Linked DNA regions of Mus musculus: regions 2 and 3 are each linked to region 1. Evidence: chromatin contacts called from public Hi-C data. All regions are on one chromosome and are shown on one strand. Each heading gives the region's core, a stretch centred on a gene start, on an enhancer-like site or on the middle of the called end of the contact. The rest is flanking DNA. Distances are from core to core; before and after follow the strand shown.

Region 1 (3,880 bases), core at 659-3,158:
GGGATTGGGGTCCAAGATATGAAATTCTCAGAGAATTAATAAAAAGTTTTAAAATATATATGTGCTAGACTAAGTGCTCCATTTCCCACACAAAATCAAAGAGCGTCTCAAAATTAGCCTTCTTCAGGTCCTCGTGGCTTCTCTATGAACTGGTGTTATTTATGTGCTTAACTCCTCATCAGGACATTTGGGGACACTGGAAAATTACAGATGAGCGAGGTAGGAGGTCTCAGCATGGGAGTCCACTTCCGTATTCCTAGCTTTTGAAACATCAGGGAGAGCTGTGATTTTCCACAGCATCCCTTCCACGGGAGTATAGAGCCTGCAAGCTTTCTAATTTCTTCCCCAGAACTTGCAAGGTCTAGGCACGTAAGCTTCACTTAACCATAATTGTACTTCACCCACAAGCTCCAAGGAAGGCCTGTGATGCCCATGAATAGCTCAGGAGAAGATGGGATTCCACAGAAAACTACACAAGAAACCTGAAGACCACATTTGTGACTTTCGGGATCTCTGAGTCAGACCACTACCCACTCCCAGTGCAGAGAAAAATCTGATCGTGGTGATTGCAATATCCTTTTCTTTCAGAAATTAAAGTTCTCTGTGATAACTGGTAGCTCTACCCTAAGAACTTTATAGTAAAATTAAAGGCAAATAAAAAAAATGTTTCAGGGTGAGTATTTGTGTTAACCAAAGACTTTTCCTTTTTACGATAAAGTTCCCTATAGAATTCTTCTAAATGGTAAAGTCCCCTGGTGCTTTTAAACGGTTGTTTACAGATCATTAACTACTCACAAAAAGGCTGGCGGAGAAAAACCTGCCAAAGTATGGGAATCTCTCATTGATTAACCAAATTTAAAAGGATGTCGAAGAGGGAGAATCCAGTTTGCCAGAAATAAATTATTCAGAAGCAATTTTGGAAGAAAAATTTTCATGTATCTCACCTCAACATAAGATTTATTTCTTGTAGGCAAACAGAGACTACATCATAATAACACTGAAATATTACGGTATTACATGATGCTATTGAAATTTGACACTATATTATCCAAGTATTCCTATGGTTTCCAGGTTTCATAATACTCTAGTGCATAGCATTTAGTCACTTCTATCTGAATTATAAGAACGATTGTAAAAGAATTGCCAGATTTAACGCACCCAATGTTTTGGGAACACAAACACTTCAGAAAAGTTGATTCCAACACACATCCACTTTATTACAAAGTTCTCCTAGCAGCTATTCACTCATGTGACTATAAATAGCTTAACAAATGATTCCTAAAGCTTTAACTGAAAAGACTGTGTTAGTTATATTAAAATAACTTGTGTGCCCATATTATTTTCATCATTCAGTCTTTCTACCTATACACCAGGCATCGTAGCCCTTGCCTGCCTATTGTTGGTCTTGATCCTTCTTGAATTTCCCAGGATTTGAAGACAGCTTAGGAAAGACATCCCTGGGTAAGGGTGAGAAAAGTTTCTCTTCCTTTTCCCATTGCGTGTTCTTCTCTTCCCAGTGTTGGTATTTTAATTTTGCTTATGGTATTTTAACATCGCTGAACTTATGGTTCATCTGTTTGGGCTTGCAAAATCTGTTCCCCAGAAATTGCCCAAAAATTTCATTTGTGTTTTCTCTTCTGACTTTCTGTAGTTGGACTAAGGACCTCAAAAAGTCCGGCTAATGAGGCCACGCTCACAAGCTCCAGAATTATTTTGCAGAGTTCTGGGAAGCCGTGAAATGTTTGAAAGTTCTTCATCCCCAGAAGTGATTAAAATGGAAGTTGAGTGATATTTATGATTATAGCAGACAGGATCTCATGCGATAAAAACAACAACAACAATCTGGGATATCTTGACCGAGCGAAGCTAAACAAAATGGGCCTTTAATGGCTTTGAACAACACACAAGTTAATACGCCTTGGCCAAATGGAAAATAGCTCAGTTTGAAGCTGTGCTCCGAACAAACTTTACTATGAACTTTTGCCCTTTTGTATTTGTTGCTTTTGTTTTTGTTTTTCTCGAAAACCTCCTGGAAGTAACATGTAATAAGAAGATAATGTGTCCCAGAGATGAACTAAATCTCCTGAATTCTTTGCAGTTATGATCTTGGGAAAAATGTCTCCCCCAGAGCCCCTGGCCCCAAACCTATCTCACTGCCCAGTTTAATATGGCTGAGACAGTCTTCCCATATCCCCAGCGCCTATATGAATCATTTTCAGTATTGAGTTCTGATCATTATATACAAGGTCACTTTTTAATTAGAACAATATAGTAAAACATATGCTTGGAAGATGAATGAGGTACAGAGCTAGCTGTGCTACACTGAACCCTTTTATTGGAAAGCCCTTAAAAATAATAAGCACCACGTATAGTCCAGGGGCCTTTGCAACATATTTCAGTGCAGCAAAGTGCCTGCCATGGAGAATGAGCACCCTGTTACAGTGAGCAATCATTTGGCAGCATAGGTTATTTTAATGGACACATCACTTTAAACGAAGCCTTCGCCATCTGTTCTGCCCTCTAATTACAGATGCAAAAGGAACATAATTCACAATTGCATCATAAAAAAGTAAGATATAAGTGATTTAAATGCATGTGTATCTTCTTTATTCAACCCAGCACGCAGCTGTTATGTTGTTTTCATGTTTCAAACACAAATGAGCATAGAAATCGCTCGTCTCTGATGGGGTGAAATCTCTGTTATAGGCCGTTTTGGGGTGTGGATGAATGGAAAAGTGTGGTATCCTCCGACAGAGGTGCCCCTACAGCTGATGGAGGAGATGTTTGTCCCAAATCCTAATTTTCAGTTGGCTCCTGAGCAGGCTCTGGCATTCCAATGACTACATAGGTAACTACAGTTTTCTCCTAACCACACAGTGTAGCTAAATCTTCCTTCGGTATAAGGTTAGTACACCAATTATCCCTGGGTCAAAGAGACCACCTGGACTTGAGCCTGCATGTGCTTAAACAGTGTTCTTATCATGAGACTCAGGCTTGTAGGGACCTTTCTTCTCTCTCCTTTAGTCTCAAAACTATATTTCACAATTCCTTTGTATATTTAAAATTAACAGTTATTTATTTAGGTGAAGAATATCTTGCTACAAGAGATTCAAGGTCACCTTCTCAGTCCCTGTTAGTCCAGACACAGCCACGGTGTCTCTGGAACACAGAGCTTCTTCTTAAAGAAAAGTTCATCAGATTCACTGTACATGCGCTCGATCTGCTTTCCAACAAGGAAGCTGTACAGCTTAACAACAGTTTCATAGAATAAAAGACTTGCTTCTTAGCGCTCATTGTTAAGAACTGGCACTAAAAATGAATTAACAAGTGAGAGGTGTGAATAAATAGTTTTAAAAGCCAGGCAGAATTTTAAAAGTCCATGCTGTAACCCTGTTGGTAATAAGAAAATAACACCCAACGGAAGTTTTTCCTCATGCTAAGTTTTTCTAAGAAGGGTGCGTGCTTTGAGTAGTTGGTAATAAATGGGTTCTTTAAAAGTGTAGGTTAAGTAGTGTAAAACAGCAGCCTTTCTGCCAGCCTAATTGGCATTAACAACTATGTTCTTTTCACAGATTAATTGGAAATAGCAGTTGGTATCGCAGTCTCAATACCAAAATTACAGTTATTGCATCCAAAGGTACATAATTTATAAGATTGTATGCTACATGTCCGTATGTTATTATTACCATAAATTGCATGCATACTGTACATGCAGACATATGTGTATATGGATGGTAGAGGATATTCAGCAGAATGTGATCATACATATTTTTACAGGTGGGGGTGTTTCCGATTGGTCAATGCCCCTGTGGACAGTGGTCAATATTTTTCGTATTGCTTCTATACACCATTTACAGATTACAGCATGAGGGTAGCCAGG
Region 2 (4,077 bases), core at 1,238-3,737, 530 kb before region 1:
GAAACCTTCCTAGAGAAGCTGGAGAATAAAGCACTTTGGATGTTTATGTGAGGGTCAAGTGGGACAGAGAAAGTAAAATATTTTATAAATCATAGCATTGGTGTAAATATTTTTTCATATCAATATATTAGAGTATTTGTATATGTTTTTTCATATTGTGTGTGTCATATACACAACTGAAAACCTAGTTTCCATTATTTAAAACAAGTAATAACTAATCTGAACATAATTGAACAAAAGCAGGGCAAAGTGCAACTGTTACAATTATATGAATATTTATATAAGTATAATTATGTTTTCCTAAATCTTCTATTTCTTTTCAGTTGTTTATATGCATGTATTTTTTTTCTTTTCTTTATTATTTCTGCCAAATCCTCAGTGCCACTTACTGTTTATTCATTTGCATTTATCTGTACTATTTGGGCAAAATATCACAGGATATGTCTAATACTCAATACAATATAGAATAACATCCATGATTTAGAAGTCTTATTTTTTCTCTTCTATGTTAATATGTCAGAAAAGCATCCCTTAATTTTTTTAATCTCCATAATTTACATTTCAATGTTCAGTTTCTTTATGATAATCTGTAATTAGTAGTCCATATTAGAAGAAATTCCTAGTCTATGTCATCAGAGAAAGAGACTTGGGAAATCTCTGTGTCCCACCAAATGAGGGTTCTGACCCCTCCTCCCACTACAATCCCAGCCCCAATTGCAGAATGGAGAAGGATCATAAACACAGGAGTTTTGGACTATAAATCATTATTAGGCCCTCTTGCTCTTGGAATCTGCATTTCGACATTTCCATTCCCAAATGGATGACTTTTAATGTAAACAAGAGAGTTCCTGCAAAGACTCCTGTGAGCCTCCCTGGTGGGAGCCTCTTTCTGGCTAGAGAAGGATTCTAGCTGTGCCTCTTTCTAGTCCCGTTCTGGTCTCTGAGACTTATCACAGTCTGGCTTCTTACTGTAAGCCGTGCACTTTGATACGGAGTGCTAGCAAATGACTTTCTTTGATGAGGTCCAGAATCCAGTGTGTTTCCAGGCAAAGCCTGCTATCCTATCTGCAGGGAACTTTCACAAGTTCATTAGGCAAGACCTTCCCCATAAATCTAACAGTCAGCTTTTCAAGGTGCTCTTTAGCTAAAGCCCACTGCAAAAGTGCCCAGCATTTCCTTCCACACCTGACTTCTTTCCAGAGTCCATGAACTCTGCAACTGGTAAAGCCATACTTGAAAAAATAATTTAATGCCACCATTCTCCTGGCTGTCAGTTACAAGGCCTGAGATTCTTCTGGGGGCATCTGAGGATGCCTCCTTTGGATTCCTTATTAGCAGATATCGCTGTTATCGGGACTCCTGAATTTTAGAGGAAGAGAGGCTTGAGGCTGAATTCTAACATTACCACTAGAGATATAAGGACATATGGGCATATTGCTATAGAGTTAGAGTTACGGGGAAAATAGCAAAAGCCTGAACATAGTAAATCTTCCATTAGTGATACATAAAACAAATTTCCCTGCCTGTTTGCACAAAACTACAATCCCAATACTCACAAGACTCAGTGCTATGAGTTCAAGGCCAGCCTGGGCCACATAGCATGACACTGTCTCTGCTCCCTTCTCCCTTCCTCCCACTGGAGAGAGGGAGAGAGAGAAAGAGAGAGAGAGAGAGAGAGAGAGAGAGAGAGAGAGAGAGAGAGATACAAAACAGAAAGCAATCGGATATGTTGAGACATTTTCTTTTGAAAGTAAGTATATTCAGTGTTGGTTGCTGTGGTTGTCTAGGCTTAGGGCTTCTGGAAATTTCCATAAAGTATAAAAGAACCTCTTCTCTCCTTTTAGCAGACAGGCTGAGACAATAGAAGGAATGCCTAGAGAACAGGTCAGCTGGGTTCTCAGGATGACAATTCTCAAGAGTTACCTTTAGCGAGGGCTTGACCGACTTAGGTGATTCACTTAAAATCCTCCTGTGAAACGAGGGCCATCCGGCTGGTTTTATTTGCTTTATTTTAGCCTTTTTTTTTTTTTTTTTGGTCTTCTTTCCAGTAATTTGTATTTACTAAAAATAAGGCGACCCTAAACTTAAGCTGGACCGGCCTCAGGCTAATTTTTCCCTTCAGTTGCCCCACCTTCCAGTTACCCGTTCTCTGCCTCCTGTGCCAGAATGTTATAGAGAAGGCGTTTTATTTGAACTAAGCCTGTGACCTTTGCCAGCATTCGAATCATGAGCTGCAAATTACATGGAGTACCTTCCCTGCAGGATGAACAAGCGGGATCAAGTTCCATGGCCTTCTGGGATGAAGCTGCCTTTGCTCTCAGCAACTCAACTTTTGAATGAGAGATCCCGAACAACAGATAACCTTGACACAATATGAAAAAGATCCCCTGGTGGTAGGGAAGCTCTTTTGTCATAATGGTCATGTGCAAACTTCAGAAGATTTAGCCCTCAAGTTTGGACACACTGCCAAGAATGTGGATTCCTTTTTTAAAGTGTCCAGATGTCTCATGTCTGTAGAACTGCGCTTTTAGAGACGTTTTCTTTATTTGTTGGTTTAGATCAGTACAAAAAAGTACATTGCCTTCTTGAATCCAATTCAAGTCACTTCTCGAGTCTGAGAAGCATACCATACCTTCAGATACCTATTTTTATCGTTTAATATATTATGTTGGACTTTTATTGACTGTGTCAAAGGTAAACTTCTTTTAAAACATACATATTTCATCTTAAGCAAAGTCAAAATGTTAAAAGTCACTGCATTAAAAAAAACATAGAAAGTGATGTAAGACTTGGAGATTATCAGAAAGAAAATTCTAAAGAATTCTTCACAAACATCAAAGGAAAATCAGATGGACTTTTGATAACTTTGTTCTGTTGTATGTCCTGGTATGTTGCATGCTAGGACTATCTTGCTCATCTCTACCTGACTACCTCTGTGTGCAGTTTCCAGTCATGACTGTTAGTGGTGGACAGAAGATTATTGAAGTACACATTTTTACTTGTTGGTTAAATTTTATTTCCAGGCATTTTAAGCAGATACAACACCAAAGAGTTAGATCCTCCCAGATCAGCATAATCCCTTTACTCACTCATCTCAGGTATGAAAGGGGTCGATCAGTTCTAGAGTAAGCATAGGCTGAACTCACGGTCTTTACTGGGATTTCTTGTGTATTCTGTGCCTTTAGACCCCTTTACTCCTTACACTGCCCATAGTGAGTTGGAAAAGAACACTGATGCTGTTTGTTCCCTATGAACTTTCTGCAACAGTAACTTAGGGCTTCAGAACAATATAATCAACAGTTCCTGTTTTGAACATTAAAAAGCCCATCTTAATGACTTCAATTACAGATTTGGTGGTGCTGATATTTGTTTAAGAGAAAGGGTGAGAGTTCCCACAATCCAGAGAACTCATAATGGATGTTCCCTCCTCCCACTGAGAATGGCCCAATAGTTTTCAGGGTGGTGGCCAGGGTAAGAAGAAATCTCTCTGGTGTGTTTGCCGGGTTATATCATGAGGTGGCAGTCTTTCTTACAAATTGGATTTTTTTTCCATGCACTTGTAATGAGCCCCTTTCCAAACATTTTCAGCACTTATGATTTTCATAGTGCTAAATCCTGTTCTTCATTGTTGTGATCCAGCATTGAGCCTAAGAATTATGTAAACCTTAGTGAGTCGTTGGCCATTCTTGTCTGTGCACTTCCAGAGAGCAGTGATGATGTCTACAGAGGACATTTAAACATCCTCTGCTCTTCCCACACCAGCACTGTGATTACACTACAGTCACCAAAGGCTGGGAAGGAGTGACAGGGATCTTGGGATGGAATGAGATGTTTAGATCTAACTTGCAGTTCAGTTTTGCCGTTGTCTTTTTATTCGTGCCTTTTTAAAAAAAAACAATTTGTGGACTCCTAGGAAAATGTAATTCAGAAATGTATGAAGTTCTCCTTAGAGAATTGGTAAAAGACCCAAATAAAGACATAGGAGAGAACATCAGAGGTCTGGCTAATCATCTGCCGTGTGCACTGTTTATACCAAAGGAGAGGAAAAACCAAACTGGTGTCTTGTTCATAAGTATA
Region 3 (4,047 bases), core at 449-2,948, 550 kb before region 1:
GAGGGCATCAGGAGAGAGCGACAAAATGAGGATAACAAGCAACCGTCTAGACAGACTTTCCCTGGAACACCTCAGATATTACTGTCTCAACATTTCTTTTGCCGATTCTGCTGAAAAGAAGGTATTACAATTTCGTTGGCATTGGTGACCTGGCATCTCTGAATTATTTCCTGCTTTGGTTTACAGAGGAATAAGCCTGTAATTAATTATATATCAGAACATGAGAATCGACCTGGCAATAATGTACAGGCTAAGAACGTTCTATTTACATATGTAGGTTATTTAAAATATGTCTTGTTAAATAAATATTTAAAATCCCTCCTTATTTGGCTTATAAAGTGTTCGAAAAGAGGCTGCAGTTTGACTTTACAGAATGTTCAAAAGTGAGAGACTTGATCTAGACAATTGTCCATGCCCAGTTAACATCACCTCCTATCCTTGCATAGCAGGGCACACAGAAAACATTCTTAGTAAAAACAACAACATCAATTATTTACATCAGCACTGAAATGTATACTAATGGGAACAAGTTGGTCTTCAGGAATTCATATAACTTATAGAACATATAAGTACAACAAGGAGCCTAGGTATGAATGAACGAGATGCCCAACAGTGGATAGGGTGTATGGAAAACAGTGGTGTCACAATAAAATGTTCCCTCTGTGGGTAATTTCCTTCTTGTATATATCTAGATTTACTTTTAAAGGGAAATAAAATAAAATAGAGAACCAAAAAGAGATTTTTTTTCATGCCCGTCAAATCAACAAGACCCTGGTAAGAAGAACAGACACAGGACGTGACAAGGTGGGAAGATAAGAGAGTCTCAATGATACACAGGAGGGATTCTGCTGGAATTGATGAGGGCGCCCTGAAGTTAACTTTCCTCCAGAGGGTTTGCCTCTAACCGCCTTTGGTCCCTGCAGAACGGTTCTGTGAACATGGCAGCTGCGGATCCACCAGGGGGAGCAGTTCGCCAGCACAAAACCAACCTTCCCGAAGGAAGCCGCTGAAGTTGGCTCTTCCTCTCAATTTACACAGCTGACAGGACCCTGATTTTATCAGTTCTCCTAGATGCAGCACGCACATACCTGGAGCTGATTCCCTCCAGCCAGCCTCATGCTACTGGGATACGATACACCTCACAAACTCATGATCACAGGCACGCTTTTCCGTGCATAGCAGCCCTTGTAATGTACCTCGCCTTTTTTTTTTTTTTTTTTTTTTTTTTAATAGGAAGTAATTTGGGCTCAGCTTCCACACCATCTTTTAAGGAGAGAATGAATAGTTTATCAAACTAGTTGTTCGGCGTGGCATTAAAGTGTGTGAGAGTCTCCCTCAGGTCTCGAAGGCAGGTATCTACTGGAGTTTACTGATAACCCGGTTTCTCTCTTCAGCAACCCCCCCCCCTTTTTTTTCTTCCTTTAACCAAAGCCCTGGGGCTGGGAAAGAAAACAGCTGTCAGAGAAAGGCTGGTGTCGGTGATAAGCCTTTTGTGTGCAAGCTCAAACTTTGAGACCAGCCTGTCCAAACAAAACAGCTGTGGTCTTCAGTGTGGACGGCAGAGTACACCAAGTCTGTTGGTGAAGGGGGGTTGGGGGGTTGGGGGAGGCAGAAAATATGCCGGTCCCTGAAGCATTCTGTACATGGTTGCACAATCCATGAAGGAATTCCCAAGGGGAGCCAAATTTTATTTTTAGTAGAGGTCAGTCCTCCGGTCTCTATCCTAATCCTCCATTGTGGCGCTTTAGCACATTGCTGTTACAATAGCCCTTGATGCTTGAGGTGGAAAGCCTGGCTCCTGGCTCCGCAGCTCTGGCATGAGGAAGGCGGAGGAGCCTGGGGGCTCATTCTAGACTCCCAAGTCGCTAGTGAAACTGCTCTCGGGGACCCTTGTTTCTAGATCAATCTGCTTCAAGATCCGCCTCTTTCTGTTAGTCACAGAGCCTGTGTCAAGAGCCTGTAAAGAACAATGTAAGGGACGCCAAGGCTACTTTGTAACCTTAGTCTGTGCACCCGGCTCTTAAAGCCACTAAGTGAAGCGAAAGTCACTCTTTTTTTTTTTTTTTTTTTTTTTTTTTTTTTTGAGAAACAAGCAAACAAACAAACAAAAACCCAACAGACTGTTTCTGGAACTTATCTGCTTTCGTTCCCTCATTTGTCCCTCATGGGCAACTCTGTAGAAAGCAAGCCTGCAGCTGACATTCAGGGAGTAGCTGATACCACCTTTCTACGGGGGTTAGTGTCCCTTCTAAGTAAATCAAACACAGGAACTAACTTAGGAGCATTTTCCTTCAACCTTTCTGTTATTATACATTCTCATAATTTTCAAATTGACTTCTGAATAAACCACAGAGGGGGGAAAATCATGATTCTCAGGTGATCTTACGTATTTAATCTGTCGATTGTTGTTGTATGTTGTTTTTTAAGAGGACCAGGCTGAAAGAGCTGAAATCATTTCGGGCAAAGTTTTATTTTTGGTATTCCACTACTTTATCACAGTTGTTCATCCTGGAAATGGAAGTGAAAAGAATCCCATTAAAAATACATAATAGTATGGGCCAGGCATAGTAGCACATAGAATCCCCAAACTTAAGAGACAGAGGCAGTGTTGAAACAAACTCAAGAGCTAACATTGTGATCTGATGTTATCACAGGGATCTATGTCTCAGTATGGGGGTAATCTGGGTATTTTTGGACCAGGAGACTGAAGGACAGACAGCACTTTACCTGGCTGATTTTCTTGCTACTCTTCTAGTTGTGTTTGCGCAGATACCACAATGCTATATTCTGAATTCTGGCACAAATCCATGAGAGGTAAAGCTTACATGGGTATTAAGTGCTTAGTCACCAGATTGAAGAAACTGAGTCACATTTTATACCTAGTAGAGCAGTAGAGGGCTGTCTGCCCCTGCCCCTGCCCCTGCCCCTGCCCCTTTCTGCTTTTGCCTTTTTCCCTTGCCCTTCCATTCCTTTCCAATCCCTCGCTTCCTGAGTTGCTCCAACTTAAGGACCTGTATGTGATAAACAAACTGTACTGCAGAGCCATGGGTCAGACCCCAGAGTAGAGACTTAGCATCGCAGGCAAAAGGAGACACCGATTTCAACAAGATGTCAAAATTGTGCCCATACCTGACCCGGATTTCTTAACACTCCTCATTGAGAAGTGGCCCTCTGCCTAGACCCATCTGCAGGTCCTTGGCGAGCGGGACAGGCTGTCCCAAGCCTCCCATTTAGTGTGAACTGCTTGCAAAGGAGTTCAGAGTTTTTCAGAGTTTTGTGACAACTTCTGCCCTGCAGATAACGCACTTGAATGGTTTCCTTCCTCCCCACATCTCCCGCTCAGCACTGAAGAGAAGGATCTACCTTCCGAGGCATGAAACGAAGTGATTTACTTGTTGCTCCAGAACCACTTCAAAGGTTCCTAGATATTGAATCAAATCTAAGCAATTTGTTTTCCCACCCTGGATTTCTGAGCCAAGCTAGCTGTTTCTTTCTGCAGCCCAGGTCATTCCATTAGAGATCAGTATATATCTTGTTCCATGCCGTTTAATCGCTCTGAACTTCCAGAATGTTCTGCATGTTTTCCCCCAACTTTAATTTACATTACATGCTCTCTATGGGGATGCTAAGTGGCCACCAGAACTTCTAATTTGGTAGAATTTTATCTTAAATAAAATGGAAGAACGCAGGCATCAAGACTAAAGGGGATTCCCATCCTATGGTGAGAACTCTGCTGATCCCCCTGTAGAGTAAGAAACACAGCTCAGACCAGAGGGTCAGGACATACCCAAGCTGACTCAGATGAGTGTCTAACAGACATCTTTAAAGGCAAATGCTCTATAAGCAATTTTCTCCCGATGTTTTAAAGGCATGAACGCTACAGTCTGCAAACTCCCTCCTCACACAAGCCCACTTTCTGCTTTGTTTGGTGTTTCCTCATTTTATAACCAGAATCAAAGAAGAAAAAGTTCTTCTTCCTCTTGTCAAACATTAATACACAAACTGAATAATTAACATGAGTTATCACGGCTCTTGATGTGAGCTATG

The links. Hi-C and Micro-C count contacts between places; a contact is called where the count stands out from the background.
Region 2: a contact with region 1 is called in a Hi-C map of uterus, with 4 times the contacts expected there. The contact joins two enhancer-like sites. A contact is called at or near these places in 1 of 484 Hi-C or Micro-C datasets (uterus) and 1 of 115 datasets of contacts at active chromatin or transcription factors (the NIH/3T3 cell line).
Region 3: a Hi-C map of uterus shows a contact between it and region 1, with 4 times the contacts expected there. The contact joins two enhancer-like sites. A contact is called at or near these places in 2 of 484 Hi-C or Micro-C datasets (liver and uterus) and 3 of 115 datasets of contacts at active chromatin or transcription factors (embryonic limb bud, kidney and neural tube).

The regions. Positions count from the first base shown.
Region 1 is chr7:70,858,674-70,862,553 of GRCm38.p6, reverse strand. No RefSeq gene overlaps it. Among named protein-coding and RNA genes, the nearest start is that of Gm39032, 59 kb to the right of the region's middle. Within about 2 kb of position 1,908, at least 3 of the 459 cell types and tissues checked have an H3K27ac peak or open chromatin away from gene starts, as enhancers often do. A contact at or near this core is called in uterus, where this site is marked.
Region 2 is chr7:71,389,896-71,393,972 of GRCm38.p6, reverse strand. No RefSeq gene overlaps it. Among named protein-coding and RNA genes, the nearest start is that of Gm36260, 12 kb to the right of the region's middle. Within about 2 kb of position 2,487, at least 7 of the 459 cell types and tissues checked have an H3K27ac peak or open chromatin away from gene starts, as enhancers often do. A contact at or near this core is called in uterus, where this site is marked.
Region 3 is chr7:71,409,277-71,413,323 of GRCm38.p6, reverse strand. No RefSeq gene overlaps it. Among named protein-coding and RNA genes, the nearest start is that of Gm36260, 31 kb to the right of the region's middle. Within about 2 kb of position 1,698, at least 73 of the 459 cell types and tissues checked have an H3K27ac peak or open chromatin away from gene starts, as enhancers often do. A contact at or near this core is called in uterus, where this site is marked.